Linked DNA regions of Mus musculus: all the other regions are linked to region 3. A link is a contact called in public HiChIP or PLAC-seq and Micro-C data. All regions are on one chromosome and are shown on one strand. The core of a region is the stretch at or near the end of the contact, and the rest is flanking DNA. Distances in the headings are between cores, read along the strand shown. Region 1 holds the start of Zfp706 (zinc finger protein 706). Region 2 holds the start of Rims2 (regulating synaptic membrane exocytosis 2). Region 3 holds the start of Ubr5 (ubiquitin protein ligase E3 component n-recognin 5).

Region 1 (3,038 bases), core at 90-2,589, 1.1 Mb after region 3:
TGTCCATTGTCATTCATGACTAGACAAACAGCTCTTTGTATTTCCCAAGTCTAGATCCTCCAAGACTCTCAACCCAAAAGGCAGATTAACACAACAGTAAATGTGGCCACCATTAATAACTATGTTATAGCTTCTTGACATGTCTGTTCCAAACCTGTCTCTTTAGACACATTCTGTTCAATATTGTTTTTTCAGCACTTTGTTGGTCACTGGCTATACAGTAATAAAAAGGAGATTACAGATTACCATCAGCAACAGTAACAAAACTTAAACACGTAACTACATTTTAATAAAGGCTTGTGAGCATAAAGTGAAATGAATCAAAGATGAGCCCACTTCAATCATGGCCCAGCTGCGTTGCACCTTTCTGGCTATTTTTAACAATACTGTGACAAGGTTATCATAGTACAAGTAAAGTAGACTATGCTCATAGTCAACGAATTCTCTGGCTACTGGCAGGCAAGTTTGAGATTCTGACTGGGCATGGCGACACATGGTCATGTAGCTCCTGTGGAGGTGAAAGGGTTCAGTTCTAGGACAGACTGAACCACATAGTGGTTTTAAGGCCACAAAAGCAGTATACCTATAACCTAATTAGATCTAATGGGGAGCAGCTTGTTGCAGGTACAGGGCAACAAATGCAGAGATTTACAACGCCATTTCTAACCACCACTAGATGTTAGAATTGCAATCGCTCTTAATAAGGTATCTGAAGTTCACAACGTGGTCTAAATCAAGTGGAGGCGGGGAACGACCTTTTATTCTTTCCCCAAGTATTAGCAATCCAATAGCCAGCCTGCACAGGCCAAGCGAGCACGTTAGGATTTAGCCGATTTTTCAGGCTCAAGTCTCCATCTATGTGAAAGTCCCTAGTAAGTCAAAATACCCTGAGCACGGAACCAGTGAGGGAACAATGGCAGCGAGTCTGGCAGGGGGTCATGGCCGAGCGGCGGCCACGCGGGGCCCCGGACGCGACTCCCCCGCCGCTCCGGCTAGCGCCTTACAGGGCTCCCGGCTGGCCAGGGAAAAACGAGGGCGGCGGGGCAAAGGCCAGGCCGGGTGAGTGAAACACGAAAGAGTGACTGCTGAGCCACTCGGCCGACAGCCGCCCGTAGACCGGAGGTCACACACCGCAAGGGCAGGGGGACACGCTGAGACGACACCGAGAGAGCGGGCGGGAAGCAGAGGGGCGGGCGAGGGCCCCGCAGTTCCCGTCTTAGGCCCCGCCCCCGCGCGCTTATGTAACAGGGGAGAGCTGCCATTGGCCTGCAGACCGGAAGGACGCGGGCATGCTAGAGGGGCGGGGCAAAGCCGCCGCAGGAAGGTGAGGGGCGGGACCGCGCGGGCAAGCAGGCGGCGCTGAGGCGACTGGGAGTGCGGCGCGGCGTGCGCGGGCACGAGCGACGGGCCTGCCTCGGGCTCAGGCGCGGCGGGCGCGCGCTGCGGCGGGTGTGCGAGGCGCGGGCTGTTGTGCTCCCGGCTCTGCTCGGTCCTTCCTCTGCGGGTGGCGGAGGCCCCAAGCGGTGCGGGGCTCGACCCTTCCTTCCCTACTCGTCCTGCCCAGCTCTTCTCGCGCTGCGCGGTCTCTCGGACGCCAGACCGGCCCGGCCCGGGTAAGCGGCGCCGCAGGACGCGGGAGCCGGGGCGGGAGGCACGCGGCGGCGGGAGGCCGGGGCGGGCGTCGGACTCCCGGCGGAGCGGGCGCGGGGCTGAGGGCCGCCGAGGCCTCGGGCGGGCCGGGCTGCAACCGTGGGGTTGAGTCTGCCCACGAATGGCTGTTGAGAGCTGGGATCGTGCCGCGGAGCCGACCTGGGCCCCTTGCTCTGGCTGGTTGCAGAGTGTGAGCCCATTTCCTGGCTCCCCGGCCTCAGAGTAAGTTGTTTCTCTTTAAGCGGCCCCTTAGGGCCTCCTTCTCAAGAGTCCTGGTATTCCAAGAACTCTTCCTGGTTCGTAGCTCATTTGCAGCCTCCTGGGAAAGCTAAAACTTTTATTAAAAATCAGCTGGTAACTGTTTGCAAACGATTTATTGCCTTTCAGTTTGTCCCACTTAATCAGGGAGCGATTTATACGTAAGATTTTGTCAAAAACTCGATGAGCTGGTCAAGAGCAAATTGTAAGTTGAACTGTCCGAAAGCAGGTGGTTGGATCGTTTGCACTTCTGCTTTCAGAAAGGAAATCTGTGCTGTCAGAAGTTAGGGGCCTGCCCCGCTCAGCTAGCCTGTTAGAACAGATCTCCTTTGCCTAGTGTTACATTTTGTGTTTATTGAAGCGTTTGCCTTTTTGTAACCGTTGGTGGTGGTAAAGAAAATGGGTTAAATCTTAGGTGTTCTGTTGTGTTTTAGGAGAAGCCCTAAACGCAAAAGTTAAAAAATAGTTTTTGCTTATCTGATGGCATTGTTTTTACAGCACGCTTCATGAAAAGGTTATCAAAGTAGCTGCTTTAATTTCTAGATGGCAAGGAAAGTTCTGGAATTACTGATGTGAGGTTCTGTAACTTAAGCATAAAACCCTTAAGATCTGTTCACCAAGTAATTCACATACATAAGCCATGCTTTATGGAAGAGTTAAGATGTTTTAGACAATCAGAATGATCTAGTAAAGATCTGATACTAAGACAGGGGGACATTAAGAGTGTTTTCAGGACTGGAGAGATGGCTCAGCGGTTACGAGCACTGTCTTCTCTTCCAGAGGTCCTGAGTTCCATTCCCAGCAACCACATGGTGACTCACAACCATCTATAATGGGATCTGATGCCCTCTTCTGGTGTGTCTGAAGACAGCGACAGTGTACCCATATATATTAATTTTTTTTTTTAAGGAATGTTTTCAAAGCATTGGTGTTCATGTATTGAAGACCCACCATCAAAATGTACTTTTAAATATGCCATTGGAACATGGTGAAGTGACACAGGCCTTAAAATCCCAGCCCTTAGGAGGCAGAGGCAGGCAGATCTCTGTGAGTTCCAGGCCAGCCAGAGATATGTAGTGAGACAACCCCCCAATATACTATTGAAACTTAGAGAATTGATACGGCATTGG
Region 2 (3,223 bases), core at 280-2,779, 1.1 Mb before region 3:
GAAGATGTACATCTAGACAAGGTGTGTTTTCATTTGTAAAAAAAAAAAATACTGAATTCAACAACCTGTTTTCAAAATAAGTGGTGAAGGTCAGTAAGCTATTTCTTTTCAAGGAGGAAGTCAACGCTTTTAGTTGTGTGTTTCTATAGCGATTATGGGAAAGTGTATTCGGTGACATGCAAGAGAACTGCCCTCCCTCTCTTTAGGCATATACAGGTTAATTTTTATAGTGAGTAACGACTTGGACAAACATTAAAGGGTTACAGATCTTTACAGATCCAGACAATGACTTTCCAGAAGCAACCGAGATATAAAAAATCATAAAACATTTAAAAGCAAACCTGTAGAAACAATCTCAGCTACAGTGCTACACTGACAAGGAATCCCAAAGTAAAGGAAAACTCATTCTGGACAGTTCCCTGGTGCTGAAGTTACACCGCCTCTAAACCGATGCTTGGGTGCTACTTTCACGCCTCCCACCCTCGCCAAAACCCCGCTGGCTGGACTGTGAGCAAACATAGTAGAACTTCACAAGCAGGGAGCAACCCAAACTGCCACGATGGTAGGAAGTGGAGTCTCCTCGGGATCCTACAGATTTACTAGTTGCAAACAGGAAGAACAGCAGCAGAGTGCAGGGTGTTAGCACCCGCCGAGGGGGAGGGGCTGGAAGATGGCGGCGGCCGCACACCCACCCGAGACGAGACGAGACCGCGCTTAGGCCCCCTCGCCCGCCCCGCAGCCTTCCTGTCCGCTGCGACCGTGGGCAGCGCAGCTCCTCCCGGGGCTGGGGACGGAGCCGGCCCTCGCAGGCGCGGGACGAGCGACCCCGGTGGCACCGGCACCCCGGGCCTGGGCGCTTCACCCGGGTCCGGCCCGGGAGCACCTGTGCACGGCCATATTGGATTCCTTGCCCCAGTCACTGCCTCCGCGCGGGGGCGGCGGGAAAGGAAATGGGACGCGAGGAGCCAGGGTTCAGCCTCATCCCGGGAGCCGAAGTGGCCCGCGGGGAAAGCCGGAGGGCGCCGGGGAAACCGCCGCCTCCCCGAGCTCGCCACCGTCACCTCAGCCGGCCTCGGCGCCCTCCCTCCGCGACACACACCCCCGCGGCTGACAACTAGAAAGCGACCCTGGCGGCCGCGGGCCGCAGCCCTCGTGGCCCCCGCGCCACCGGCGGGGAGGAAAGGCGGCGATCCCCGGCGCGCGGGCGGTCGCGGGGAAGCGGCCGAGGGGGGCGGAGGGCAGGGAGGGAGGCGGGAAGATGGAGCCGGGTCCTTACTTGAGCACGGACTGCTCCTTCTCCTCTTCTTTCTTCTGACGATCCATGACAGCCAGGATGATTTTCCTCTCCTCTTCCGTGAGGTGGCTGAGGTCCGGCATCTCGGGCTGCGGAGGAGGTTGAGAGGCCGCCGGGGTGGGAGCCGGGCGGCCCCGGGGCCCGAGCGGAGCCGACATGTTTGGCGGAGCCGAACCACCCTAGGGAAGCAGGGAGGCAACTCCGCTGGCAGCCGCGGCTCGGGCGCGGGCGGCTGGGGCAGCCTCCGGGGCTGGGACAAATGCATACAAATCAATGGCCTTCAATCCGAGGCGACAGCCCCCCTCCCCCAGGAAAGAAGGCAGGGGGAGGGGAGGGCCGAGGGGGGAGGGCTGAGGAGTGCGCTCGGGGAAATGTTTCTTCTTCCCGGGGGCGAAGGGCTGCCAAGTGAGCGGTTCGCGGGAGCGAGGAGCTGGAGGCCCCGACGCCGAGTGCGCGGAGCGGCGGGGGAGGGCGGTGGAGTAAGGTGGCGGGGACGGCTGAGGGTGGGGTGACTGGAGGGAGGCGGCCGCGGGCCGGGGCGCGAGTGTCCGGCGCGGCGGCGGAGCGGAGCGGGAAGCGCTGCCCGCGAGCCCGACCCCTGGGGAGTCCCGGGAACTCGCCCCGAGCGCCCGGAGGCGGCGAGAGCGGCCGTCCCGCCGGCTGGCGCGTCACCGGGCTCCGGGGCTCCGCGAGGGAGGACCCCTCCGGGAACCACGAGGCGCGGGCTGCGGCAGGGGACCCCAGCCCCCACCCCGGCCCCAGACGGCCGATCTTCCGGCCCGCGGCCCGCGGCTGCCAACGCCCGGACCCAAGTGAGCTCGCGCGCGCCGCGGGGCCGGCCGCCCGCCGCGCCTCATCACGCGCCCGCCCGGGGTCCCGCCGCCGCCGCCCCCAGTGTCCGCGGAGTCGGCGCGGCGGGCCCGCTAGGTGCACTCGCCCGCGCCGCCTCTGCCTCGCCGACTCTTCCCGCCGGGCCCGTGTCCCCTGCGAACCGCCCAGGCCCGGACTCGGCCGACGCTCGCCCCGGACCCTGCTAACGGCTGGGGCGGGGCGGGGAGCTGTGAGGAGCAGGGCGGCGAGGGAGCGGGCGCCCCGGGGTGCGGGGCTGTGGGCGGTGGGGGCGGGAGGATCTCAGGTGGCTGGCGCCGAGCCTGAGGGACCGGGCGCCCCCCGAGCTGTCCCGGGCGGGGTACTGGACCCTGGACGAGGGAAGATCGGAGCAGGTGGGTGTCCCTGCGGTGTCAGCGGCCCGGGACTCGCAGCGGGGAAGAGCCTGAGGGAGTGGAAAGGACCTGGGCGGGAGTGCGGAAGTTCTGGAAAACTGGGTTGTCGGTACCCGCTGCACGGAGAGGTACAGAAGACAGGATGCTGGGGCGGTTTGCCCGAGGCGATTGGAAGGTGTAAGAGGGAAAGGGTCAGATCACGTCCCCGGAGGAATCGGGCCGTTCAGCCCCTTTCTGCCGGTCACTCTAATCTAGAGAAGAGTCGTTATTGGAGCGTTAGCCTGATTTTAGAAAGCCTGGAGACAGGCTCAGTCAAAGAACAGAAGAAAACCGACTCCAATAGGAGGGAGGTGGCCACCACCGGCGCGGGCTCTCAGAGAAGCCCAGCGCAGCCCAGACAGCTCTCCCTCGGGGCGGGGCGAGCCAGCTGAGGTGATCTGGATCACCCCCTCTTCCTCTTCCTGCCACTAGACAGGTGCTTGGTTAGCAAGGTTACAGTGTTCGTGCGTGTGTATGTACACACCCCTACCACGCCTTCCACACTCGCACTGCTTAGTACTAGGCCAGGTTATAGGCTGGTGAGTAAAACCTTCGGGGTTTGTATTGTATTTACGTGTAGTAAGCTCTCTCCCTCCTTTGTTCCCCAGGTACCATCTGACTAGTCTCAGTTTGAGAGAACTGGGAACAGACAAAGCGGCACTACATG
Region 3 (2,843 bases), core at 238-2,737:
CTACCTCCCTGGAGCATTGAGATTAAAGGTGTGGATCACCACTGCCGGGCTAGCCAGGACATCCTTTGCCTTAGAGTGAGGTGTACTGTACTTGGAGCCATTGGCAGTATAAAGCAGTGCACACAATATGTTAAAAATCTTTCATTATGTGTATGAACTGCTGTGTGCCTGACACATCTTTTTGCTTGACATACAGTATTTAGACCCAGTGTATAACAAAATGCTGTAACTGGGTAAATAATTAAGGCCACTTGGTTAAGTAGCAGAATCAGGACTGAAATTCTACTTTGTCTGACTCTAGAACCAGCAGTGTCCATCACACGGACTTGAGGGGAAAAAAAAATCAAAGTAGCAATTACAGGATGGTTGGTAGTCATGGGATGCAGCGCTTTCAGTGGCTTAACTCACTATTAATTGACTGACACAAGGTCTTACTGTGTAGTTCTAACTGGCCTGGAACTCTTAGATCAGGCTGGCCCACAACTTAAGATGTCTGTCTGCCTCTGTCTTCTGAGTGCTGGGACAAAGGTGTGCATCATTGACCAGCCTTGAACACTTTGTAGTTTATCTAGGTGAAAACTGGAGCTGATGGCCAACTAAAAATTATTCCTTATCTGTCTCATGGTGTACCCAGTAAATCTTGATATCTAATTTTTCATGTATTCTCAAAAGAACTTCCTAAACTAAAGAAGAGAAGAAAACTGCTCTGCTGTGCAATCATTAATGTTGTATACCCGATTTAACGAACGACTGTTACAGACTGGAGAAGAGGCTTCATGCTTTCAGCGGAATTCGATATTTCGAAAGGATCACAGAAAACTTTAAGAGGGAAACTGTACCGGTTCGGGAGTGAGGGTACGCGGAGGAGGAAGAATTTCATAAGTTGTAGTTCTGATACCCCAGGTCACAAGAAATCTCCCTACAACAGATGCATATCATCTTTCATTAAAGTATACACACACACAACCACCCCCATATAAAAACCACACGAATAACTAAAAAGTGGAAATTTCCACGTTGCACGATGGTAGTGCTGATGAAAGCTGCTACACAGTCACTTCCAAGATCCTACTATCAGGTTTTGATAAGGCTCTTACGTAACTGCCTGCCGTAGGAAGCGGAGCATCTCTGGTTCCTCGGGGTACATTTCTCTTAAGTATAAATGCGGCTGGAGGACGAGAAACAACAACAAGCCATTCGCATATGCACAACCATTAGGGATCCGGGAGGAAAAGAAACCCGGCGCGCGTGCCCTTTCGCCCGGCTTCCCGAGCACGTGCTCTCTGGAACACGCCGCCCCGCCCCGGGGGGCCGGGCTCGCGGCCCAGCGCGCCAATAGGCGAGCACCTTACAGCACCGTGGCCCGACAACGTTAAGCGGCCCAATCGCTGGGGCCCGGCCGCCCGTTTCCCGGAGCCCCGCCCCGCGCGCAGAGCCCCGCCCCCGCGGCCCCGCCCTCCGCCCCTCCCCCGCCGATCGGCGCCCAGGCTGCGAGACGGAGAAACTGGGGCAGAAGTGAAGATGGCGGCGGCGGCGCTGGCGGCGGCGGTTCGTCGCCAGTGACGCGCGCTGCGGGCTGCTGTCCCTCCCCGCTCCCCGCGTCCGCCGCGTCCGCCCCGGCACCTCTCCACCCGCCGCTCGCCGCGCTCCGGGCTGCCCTCGTCCGTGCGCGCCGTGGCCGGCCGAGCGGGCGGCGCGTTGATCCGCCCTCCCGCCCGCCGCGCCGGGCCGCCGGGCCGCGGACACACGCTCGGCGGGGAGGCGGCGGTCCCTGCGCGCTCGCGGCCCTCCGTTTGGGGACCGGGAGGAGGAGGCGGTGGCGGCGGCCGTGGGATCCGGGGACGGGAAGGGGATCGGGGGGCCGGACGACAGCGGGAGCGGCTCGTTCCCGGGAGCGGGGCGCGCAGGCGGTACCATGACGTCCATCCATTTCGTGGTCCACCCGCTGCCGGGCACCGAGGACCAGCTCAATGACAGGTAATGGGGCGGGGGAGGGGCACCTCCCTCCTTTTTCCCCTCCCCCACGGCCGCGCCGGGGGCCCTACCGCCCCCTGTAGGCCCGGTGTGGGCCAAACTTGGGAGCCTCGGGCCGCGGGGCGGGGGCCGGCGCGGTGTGGACGCGGCTGCGGTGTAGACGGCCCGGCGCGCTGCCCCCTCCCCCTCCCGCGAGGAGCCTCGTTGAACTCGGCGGAGCCGGGGGCTCCCGGCCCAGGCCCGAGGAATCCATATTAGTCAAAGTTGAATTGAGACAGACAATGCGGATGGGGGATGGTGGAGGTGGAAAAGAGAGGGAAGAGGAGCGGCGGGTTCGGGGGCTCCCGCGAGTCGTGTCCCGGGGGCTGGGTTTCCCCGGGGAGGCGGGGTGGGGGTGGGGGAGAGATTCCCGGCAGACCGCGGGTTGGGAGGGGGAGGAGGGAGGGAGCGCCATGATTATTGTTATTATTATTAGATTTGAGCCCCTGCAGTGAGGTTGACTGCCCCGGGAGGGGAATGAAGTCAGGCGGGGGTTGGGGAAGTGGATTGGATTCCCTTTGCTCTCCTTCCTTCGCCTTGGTACTGCCAAACTGCTCCTGGGCCCCTGCGGTGAGAGCCTTTTTGTTTCCTTTTTTATTCTAATGATAGTGTTTTCTGGAGTTGTAATTTGACAGCTGAAAACCGTGAGTGGAGTGTCAAAGGAAAATTCTTCGGTTTGCAGTTCGCAGTGCTGCTTAACGCGCTGTGAATTTCTGGGTTGGGTTTGTTACGGGCAGAGGAGGAATTTTGATTTAAAATATTTGAAAAATCTCTTAAGGCTGTTTTGATTTGGATTTTTTTCCCCTTCGCTCTGCCACTGTGTCTTACCA

What was found. Hi-C and Micro-C count contacts between places; a contact is called where the count stands out from the background. HiChIP or PLAC-seq counts read pairs in DNA pulled down with a chosen protein or histone mark.
Region 1: an H3K27ac HiChIP or PLAC-seq map of regulatory T cell precursor shows a contact between it and region 3, with 8 times the contacts expected there. The contact joins the promoter of Zfp706 here to the promoter of Ubr5 in region 3. A contact is called at or near these places in 3 of 39 promoter capture datasets (embryonic stem cells, hippocampal neurons and pre-B cells), 1 of 484 Hi-C or Micro-C datasets (muscle stem cells), 5 of 115 datasets of contacts at active chromatin or transcription factors (astrocytes, extraembryonic endoderm stem cells, pancreatic cancer cells and 2 more) and 1 of 9 other capture datasets (adipose tissue).
Region 2: a Micro-C map of embryonic stem cells shows a contact between it and region 3, with 9 times the contacts expected there. The contact joins the promoter of Rims2 here to the promoter of Ubr5 in region 3. A contact is called at or near these places in 1 of 39 promoter capture datasets (embryonic stem cells), 2 of 484 Hi-C or Micro-C datasets (embryonic stem cells and nephron progenitors) and 2 of 115 datasets of contacts at active chromatin or transcription factors (astrocytes and embryonic stem cells).

The regions. Positions count from the first base shown.
Region 1 is chr15:37,005,703-37,008,740 of GRCm38.p6, reverse strand. It overlaps Zfp706 (zinc finger protein 706), which reads left to right and starts at 1,339. Exons shown (of 4, transcript NM_026521.4): 1 at 1,339-1,613. LOC115488529 reads right to left here and starts at 3,035. Exons shown (of 2, transcript XM_030248876.1): 1 at 3,031-3,035; 2 at 268-1,885. The coding sequence starts at 3,035. The coding sequence ends at 937.
Region 2 is chr15:39,196,592-39,199,814 of GRCm38.p6, reverse strand. It overlaps Rims2 (regulating synaptic membrane exocytosis 2), which reads right to left and starts at 1,529. Exons shown (of 27, transcript NM_053271.2): 1 at 1,277-1,529. The coding sequence starts at 1,452.
Region 3 is chr15:38,077,498-38,080,340 of GRCm38.p6, reverse strand. It overlaps Ubr5 (ubiquitin protein ligase E3 component n-recognin 5), which reads left to right and starts at 1,487. Exons shown (of 59, transcript NM_001112721.2): 1 at 1,487-1,977. The coding sequence starts at 1,916.